2 separate regions of the Danio rerio genome follow, and region 2 is linked to region 1. Evidence: chromatin contacts called from public Micro-C data. All regions are on one chromosome and are shown on one strand. Each heading gives the region's core, a stretch centred on a gene start, on an enhancer-like site or on the middle of the called end of the contact. The rest is flanking DNA. Distances are from core to core; before and after follow the strand shown.

Region 1 (4,297 bases), core at 737-3,236:
ATTCAGTTTCCCACTAACATTTAAGTGCTATTGAGCACTTTCTTAAATAGTGCTGATTTGCCATTGTGTTCTCATGTTCAACAGAAATTACTGTGATTGGCTGTGAAGGTAATCAGTTCACCAAACTCACCACCTTTTACTGAGTGTAACCACAGATACAGGGACACTAAAGCTGTGAAAATTAGTCGATTTATCAGCGGATCACTGGTTTGTCAGCTGATAAATAGACCAGCTGATCTTCGCAGCTTTAAAACGCTGCAGTGTCCAATATTTCAGTGTCCAAATTACCGATTGGTATCGAATTCCAGCATCGTGACAACATGAATGAATCATGTTTTATAATAAGAGCTTCAAAATAACTTGTAAGTAAAGGATAATGTACATCTAGATGGTTGTTCTGCCGTTTTTTTGTTTTTTTTTTTATTGAAGGGCTTTATTCCGCTAGATGTACATTGTACCCCTTATTACATGGCTGCTTCCCACAAAACTAAACCATTAAACACAAAACACTTTTAAGTACTCTAAGGTCATTTAAAACTGACAAACCAAAACAGCACAATAAGTATTCAGTCACAAGATGGCACCAAACAGTCAACAACAGCATATATGAATATAGCCAAGATAAGCCTGCATTATTGTTGTTATCTAGGAATAACACACCTTGGAATGTCGAGATTAGCCAATCAGAAGCAAGTATTACAGAGAGAGATGTGTAATAAGATATCGTTAGCACTTTTAATGCAGTTTGCCCCTTAAGAAGTTCTAACAGACACCTGCTCTGCTAACAAATTGCCTAATTGCTCTGTTTAATGTGTTTGATATATATTTTTCTCCTGTGTAACTTTACTTTGCAGTTATATTATTCATCTATATATTTTAGAAAGCCAAGAATAAATTTTCATTTTGTTCCATTTTGGACATTCTTCGAAATATCTTCCCCTTTTGACTGTAAAATTGTACAAGTCTACAATAAAAAACAGTTTCAGTTTTATAGGAAATATTAATAATTTCTCATTTTCATAATAGCTAATGCTTTTTCCACAGTGCTGAATCCCCCGTTATTAGATAACGCATTTCAGCATCTTACAGCTTTGTCTGGCTGCTATTTAAATTCCCATACACTTCCCACATAACACCTTAATTTCTGGATGAGTCACAAATGCACATTCATTAAAACAAAAGTGCATCCAGTCTCCGGAAGCTTTGCATTCCTCTCATTCATGTCCACTCTATGTGGGAGCACGTCTTCAAACCACACGCCATTAGCGTTTCAGTGTAAAGCTTCTGCTGCCACTTGCCAGACCAGTTTTTTTTCCATCTACAGTCCAGCCCCCGGAATATATCCCGAGCCAGGAAGCAGCTTCATGAATTCCAGCCGCCTCAGGGACTAGGCGGGTGTGATTTTTCACTGTCAGAAAAGATGGACCTTTGCACTGAATGAAGCTTTTGGTGAAACTCCCAAGAATTCCTAATTTGAGGACTGTGATTTGTATTGTAGAGGATGACTACGGTGTGCAGTGCTTCCGTAGTGAACTGGGTATCTGGGTCTCTACGGAGTGCTAATGAAAACTGGATTCCTCTGTGTACTCAGAGCAGCTTCTTCACTGTAGGTTTGACATGCTTCAGTTGACCAGTTGTTTGCCTTCAGTTTGAAATGTCTGAATGAATGTGTTTTTAGACTGAATATATTTGAGTTGTTTGTGTTTCCTCTGTGTATTTTCTGGTGTTGTTGTTTGATTATGTCGTTTAGTTGAGTCACGTTTCCACCTTTTGATAGTTGTCGGGTGTTGTCTTGTGACACTTTAAAAACAGGTAAGGGTGTTTTAGTGATTCTGCCTTAACCACACCTCACAGTTTCAGAAGTAATCTAATTTATTATGCATTAAACTGAATTACTCCTTAAATGTCTTGTGTACAACACCCAAAGCTTCTCAAGTGAAGGTTTAACGCTGTACCTGATGTTTTGTTGACACAGCATTTGACTTATTTGCTGAGTTGAATGCTGGCTTTCTGTTGGCTATTCAAGCTAGTTTTCAGTATGGATGAAATTGGTTCCACCCTTTATTTAATGAATGGGCTTTCAAAGATGCAAGACACAATGGTATCTTTGGTGGCATCTGTAGCTGGAGAGACAGTTGAAGCGGGTGTGTTTGCTTTCACTGAAGTGTGAGGCTGGCAGAGGTCCTGCCTCATGTCATTGTTCTGCTGTGGATTCTCAGTTTAGATCCTGAACTGACATTTGTTTGATTTTGTTTGTAAGCAAACTTGAAGCTTAGTTTAAGTTCCTGAGGTCGAGTGATGAGGGGAGTGGAATGAATGAATGAATGAATGAATGAATGAATGAATGAATGAATGAAGTCAGTAATGCATGCAGTCTTGTTTTTTTTTTTTAAATAAGCACTTTTATGGATCAAAACTGTACCATTTCAAAAGATTTCTATTTTAAATAACTGCTGTAAAATGGCTACCATAGTAAATCAGCTACCATAGTAAGCTGAAGCAGCTTAGTTGTTTTCAGCATTGATTGAAGAAAACATTTATTAGCATAATTCATATAATAATATATTTATTAGCAACTAATCAAAAGCAGCAGGACAGGGTTGATAACAGCTCATCAGAGATCAGAAGGACAAGCACAGGTGTTCCCCAAGGCTCTGTTAGCTCCCTAATTTTGTTTACAATGTTTATTTATTCATTAATTTACTTTTCGGTTTAGTCCCTTTATTAATCTGGGGTCGCCACAGCGGAATAAACCGCCAACTTATCCAGCATATGTTTTTAGGCAGCGGATGCCCTTCCAGCCGCAACCCATCACTGGAAAACACCCATACACTCTCATTCACACACATAACTACGAACAATTTTAGCTTTAGCAATTCACCTGTACCGCATGTCTTTGGACTTGTGGGGGAAACCGGTGCACCTGGAGGAAACACACACGAATACTGGGAGAACATGCAAACACCACGCAGAAATGCCAACTAACCCTGCCGAAGCTCGAACCATAACCTTCTTGCTGTAAGGCGACAGCACTACCTATTGCGCTACTGTATTGTACAGTAATGTAATGTTTACAAAGTCATAATTCCAGTAACCTTGTAGTAAAATACTCAGATGACACAGCTGTACTTAGCCATTTGTATGAACACAGTAACCCCTCAGTTTACCATTTAGAGGTTGAAAGGTTTGCTAAAGGGTGCACTTTAAACTACCATTTTATTAAAATCAACAAAACTGAGGAAATAATTTTTGATCCAAAGTCAATTGGGAATCATTTACCTGTGTTTATTGACGCAGAGCCCATTAAACAAGTGTGCTCTTATAAATATCTGGGTGTTTATATGGATAGCTTGCATGCTTGGGTGCCACATGTAGACAGTTTTTGTTCTCGTGTGCAGCAGCGATTGCATTTTGTACAGAGATTACCCCTCGCACCAGATTTGTATTTTTGGGCATTTTTGCCTTTACTGTGACAGGACTGTATGAGGATCTGAAGCATAGTTGGAAATGGAGAGGGGAAGGGGGTTGGGAAAGGTTGGCACGTCAGGACTTGAAATTTTCCAGCACTGTCACCTTACATGTTGCTAGGCTACAAATTAATGCATTTTTATTCTGTTTGGTATGCATGTATGTATTTTGTGTCTATCTTTATTATTTGAATTTCTTTATTTCTTATTTAATTAAATGTATGTGATTTTTTTTTTTTTTTTTTTTATTTATTTATTTTTATTTGTTGCTGAACCCTTTAGTATTTTTTGTTTTGGTTTAGAAATCATTAGGTACTGTGTGGGTGGTATAAAATGTAAAAATGCAATTTTGGAATATAAATTCAATCAAAAACTCTAAAAAAAAAAAAAAAAAAAAGTTAACTACAGACACAATTACATGCCTTCAATAACATAAAATGCTTTTTTTTTTTTGTTTTACATCCAAACAAATCGTCTATCTTACTTGAGATTTGAGTAAAATATTGAACCTATCATCCCGTTATTATCCTATTTCCACTTTAGTTTCTTTCCTATTCATGGGTGTTTTCTTTAGTTTTTTAATCAAAAATTTCAGTCAAAACATTCATTACTTGCTTTGAAAACTTGTATTGTCAAACCACTGTTGGTTTGCACTTGGTCTACATCCATCCATCCCTCTATTTGTGTGTATATTTATGTATGTGTGTGTGTGTTACTATGTCCCCAAAACCTTCCACCCTGTTTTCCCCTGAAGATCTTTTGGAGTTCTTCGAGTTGTTTGCTGTATGCAGTAATGTGGAATTTTTGTTTTCTTCGAAAGGAAATTGAAA
Region 2 (4,297 bases), core at 1,255-3,754, 130 kb after region 1:
AAAAAAAAATTTAAATAAATAAAAAAACTGTAAGATTTAAACAGATTGTCACAAATTCCATGTGAAGTGAAATTAATAATAGCAAATACTGTTATATGCAAATCAATGTGCATATAACTGAACAGAGTATATGATAAGTACAAACAATAATTATATTAACTTAATATATTTAAATTTAGAACCACATAAACTATAATATGTGTCTGTATATTAAACACTTTCAGAAAAAAGGTACACAGTGGTACAAATAATGTTCCTTAAGGACCTTAATGTTCCTTAAGTACCTTTGTAAAAGTTGTACCTTATGGTACAGATAAGACCTTATATAGTACTGTTCTGTACCTTTTATGGTCTAATTGAAATGAAGCTACACAATATTTCTCATATAAAAGGTACATAAGTGTTGGACAACTCCTTTATTACAACATCTCTAAAAATAAATAGTACTGGAAAGGCAAAGTGATTTATAAATAAACTCCTATTAAAACAAGAATCTTCATTTAAAAGCATACAGTTGAGGTTATTAGATCCCTTTAACTTTCTTTTTAAAATATTTTCCAAATAACGTTCAACTGAGCAAGGATATTTTCACAGTATGTCTGATAATATTTTTTCTTCCAGAAAAAGTCTTTTTTGTTTAATTTTGGCTAGAATAAAAGCAGTTTTTAATTTTTTAAACACCATTTTAAGGTCAAAATTATTAGCCCCTTTAAGCTATATTTTTTCAAGACTGTCTACAAAACAAACCTTCGTTATACAATAACTTGCCTAATTACCATAACCTGCCTAGTTAGCTAATTAGTTAAGCCTTTAAATGTCACTTTGGGCTGTCTTGATAAATATCTAGTCAAACATTATTTAGTCATCATGGCAAAGATAAAATAAATCTGTTTTTAGAAATGATTTATTAAAACTATTATGTTTAGAAATGTGTTTAAAAATCTCTCTGTCGAACAGAAATTGGGGAAAAAATAAACAAGCGGTCTAAAAATTCAGGGGGGCTAATAATGCTAACTTCAACTGTATGTTTAAAGAAACTCGTAAACATTTATTATTAAGTTCTATAATACAAAAAAATGGTAAAACAAAACTTTAGGTGTTGGAAAGTAAACATGTAAGGCTTTTTAATAAACATTTAGAAAACATCTACTGATAATTACAGTTTCATTATTGATATTCGCACCTTTTGGTGTTTGCCTTCCACTAGTATCTGGCGAAAGTCCTGCATATACAAAGTGTTCATGCAAACATTTTAGTATTGTAAAACTAATTAAACATTGTGCATATCTCATTACAATATGTTTGCATTTCTATTTTAAAATTAAGTAAATTAAATGAACTTTGACATGCTTACAAAGGCATCATGTGAAAATTGGAGATTTTTGGTTTGTTTGTTTGTTTGTTTGTTTGTTTGTTTGTTTGTTTGTTTGTTTAATATTGTACATGGGAGAATGTATTTCTGTAACTTTTTGTGAAAAAAGTTGTGAAATGTTTAGCAAAAATAGATATTTTGATTTATGTTAGTGTTTTTTTATTCTTTATTATAAATGGAAAAGGTGCATTTACACAACAAGAAACGTCTTTAAAACATTGTTTAAAAATGTATTTGATGTTTTATATTTACTGAAAATAAACTGAGGCATTTTGGATGAAGCAAAATGTATTTAAATAGTTCTTGAAGAAACACCTTTGACAATGTTAGGGTACAAAATGTCTTGTCACTGTAGTGGTATTGTATAGTGGTTTGTCATAGATCAGATTTGTGCCTTTGGGGTACAATATTGTTTTTGCAGATTTAAAAACCAAAGGTACATTTAGGTTTTCCATGGGTCAAATCATGTCCTTGTCCTTAAAAGTACAAACTGCAATAGCACAAATTAGTTTCTTTGTATTAAGGTACAATTCTGTCCCATAAAAAGTTACTGCCCCAATGCCAAGGGTTTGTACCTTCTTTGGTATACAACATTTTTTCTGAGAGTGCAGTATTGGTTATTCATGTGACTTTGGTTTTATATATTATAGGGGGTCTGTAAAGATTATATCACTGATTTATAGGCTAATATTCAATAGCAAAACAAATAAAATAATGGCATGTGGAAAAAAAACGTAGGGGGCTGGACTCTACCCTCTGGGGTGTTTCTTTACTGTTTCCAGTGGCAAACCGATGATTATTTTTTCAGTCGTGGCTTGTTATGCTCTCTGAGCATTCTCTGCTTTCTCTGAATAATTTTCTGCATCAGTAATTTTTCCGGGTTATCATTTTAAGACCGTACATCGATTTTATCTGAAATGCCTACTTTTATGATTTAGTATGGACTTCTAAATTCCACTAATACTTCATATGTGTTTACGTGGTGTCAGATCTATTTGTTTTTTTTTATATAAAACGCGTTCCAGATTTAGTCTGTGATTGCATAACGCGATTGTGCGCTCCTCTCCCGTTGGCTGCTCGTGCGCTGCTCAAAGTGGAGGGAACGAGAGGGAGGGAGCTTCGGCACGCGCGTATGCACAACTATGTAACAGCCACGTAATATTCATGCACTGAGGTTCACGAGAATAAAAAAATAAATCATAAACGCCGGGAATTTTAAAAAGCCAGGTAAGTTATTCTTTTTTTCTATGACACATTCTGGGTGGTTAATTTTGTTCTTCAAATCAAAACAACAATGTAATGGCGCGACGTGCCAAATACGCATCTTCAGCGCGCTGGATTAGTGTTTGTTTACTAAGCTTCTCCTGCTCGAGTTCACAGGGTGCAGTGTTTATACTGAATAAATCCTGCATGTTTATTGAAAAATATCACTTTTACTCATATGTCTGACCATTTGTGTTGATAATAATTTTCAGAAAGCTGTTTTTAAACACCAGTTTCCCCCTTGCAGAGCTGCAGAACATGTAACAGCACGACTGGAATGTTTAAATCAATTAGTTCATTATTAATGACATATGTGCGCTGTATTATGCAATTGCAATCTTTTCGGGGCTGCATGTTTTCCCTGTGTTGTAGGCTACTGCAACTGAATCCTGCTCACTCCAGCTAAACAGTAGCTTGAAATCACTCGACGGGCCCACATAATCCTTAGATGTTAAAATATAGAAATGTTTGCAAACATGCGCGCATACACAGCTATCCTTACTCAAACCCACCAAAAACAAGTTTCAACTAATTACAAAACATAAACAAAGGGTTCCAAGTGTTGATGTATTTGTCTTTAAATGTTTTACAGACAAGTTTTGCTGGTTGAGATGGAGTAACTTGTGCAAAAGTGTTGGGTTGGTTATTGGTTAGTTCGTGGGACTTTAAATGCGAAGATTCCTGCAGCGAGGTTGCACACACACCCACGAGCTTTAGGGCGCTTTAAGTACACCGTGTTACCAAACCTATTGTCAGGCGATCCATGTACTGACGACCTTTCACAGAAATACACGTTCGAAATCTGACACTGTTGCAGTACTTAAGTATTATAAAAGTACAAAATTGTAGCTTTTAAATACAGTCCCAGTGACAACATTGTAATGTAACATTTCTGTGTGTACAAACTTTAGATAATTTTAATAGCATTGTAACTGGATTAAGCATTCGCTTTGTGTGAAAGTTGTCAGAAAGTTTGTGTTTTGTGATTTCTTTATTCAAATAAATAAAAAGCTTCATTAATATATTGCAGTTGGTGTGGTTATGTTGACAAAAAATGACAAAAAGTTATGATAAATTATTTTAAATAGCTTTAAACATATGCTGGAATAGTTGGCGGTTCATTCCACTGTGGCGACCCCTGATAAATAAAGTGACTAAGGTGAATGAAAATGAATGATTGAAGAGACTTTAAAGAAAGTACAACAGCACATATGCTAATAATCTAAACTTGTTTTTATGTTGACCTACAAACTCACATGCAAATGCCATGTGCAAAGCACTTCCCATGGGCAATACTAAATTTGTTCTGTACAATGCATTTTATAAAAAACATCAGCTATACTTTTTTGGAGCGCACGTGAATGTGATACTCTTGGAGAGCAGCTTTATAATCTGATAACCCTAATACCTTTGAATTGAAGGCATGAATATAGCAAGTTTATCTGAAGTTGACATTAAGTACGTTTACATGGACACCAATAATCCTAATTTAATGCGATTGAGACAATACTCTGATTAAGAGTCTACCATGTAAACAGTGTTTTTTGACTAATTTAATCATTAAGGTCTGATATAAATCAATAATTAAGGTCATAATGGAACTATACAGAAATCAAACTAACGTGGAGTATGCTGATTTTACTGACATTATTGACTGCAGTA

The links. A called contact is a pair of places that touch in the nucleus more often than the background predicts.
Region 2: a Micro-C map of caudal fin shows a contact between it and region 1, with 3 times the contacts expected there. The contact joins the promoter of fam169aa here to the enhancer-like site in region 1. A contact is called at or near these places in 2 of 18 Hi-C or Micro-C datasets (caudal fin and an unstated tissue).

The regions. Positions count from the first base shown.
Region 1 is chr5:55,031,740-55,036,036 of GRCz12tu, forward strand. It overlaps cert1a (ceramide transporter 1a), which reads left to right. Exons shown (of 17, transcript NM_001281872.1): 8 at 4,288-4,297. It also overlaps a transcript of arsk not described here. Among named protein-coding and RNA genes, the nearest start is that of cert1a, 39 kb to the left of the region's middle. Within about 2 kb of position 1,987, at least 2 of the 62 cell types and tissues checked have an H3K27ac peak or open chromatin away from gene starts, as enhancers often do. A contact at or near this core is called in caudal fin, where this site is marked.
Region 2 is chr5:55,159,821-55,164,117 of GRCz12tu, forward strand. fam169aa (family with sequence similarity 169 member Aa) reads left to right here and starts at 2,505. Exons shown (of 10, transcript NM_001045367.1): 1 at 2,505-2,599. It also overlaps a transcript of arsk not described here.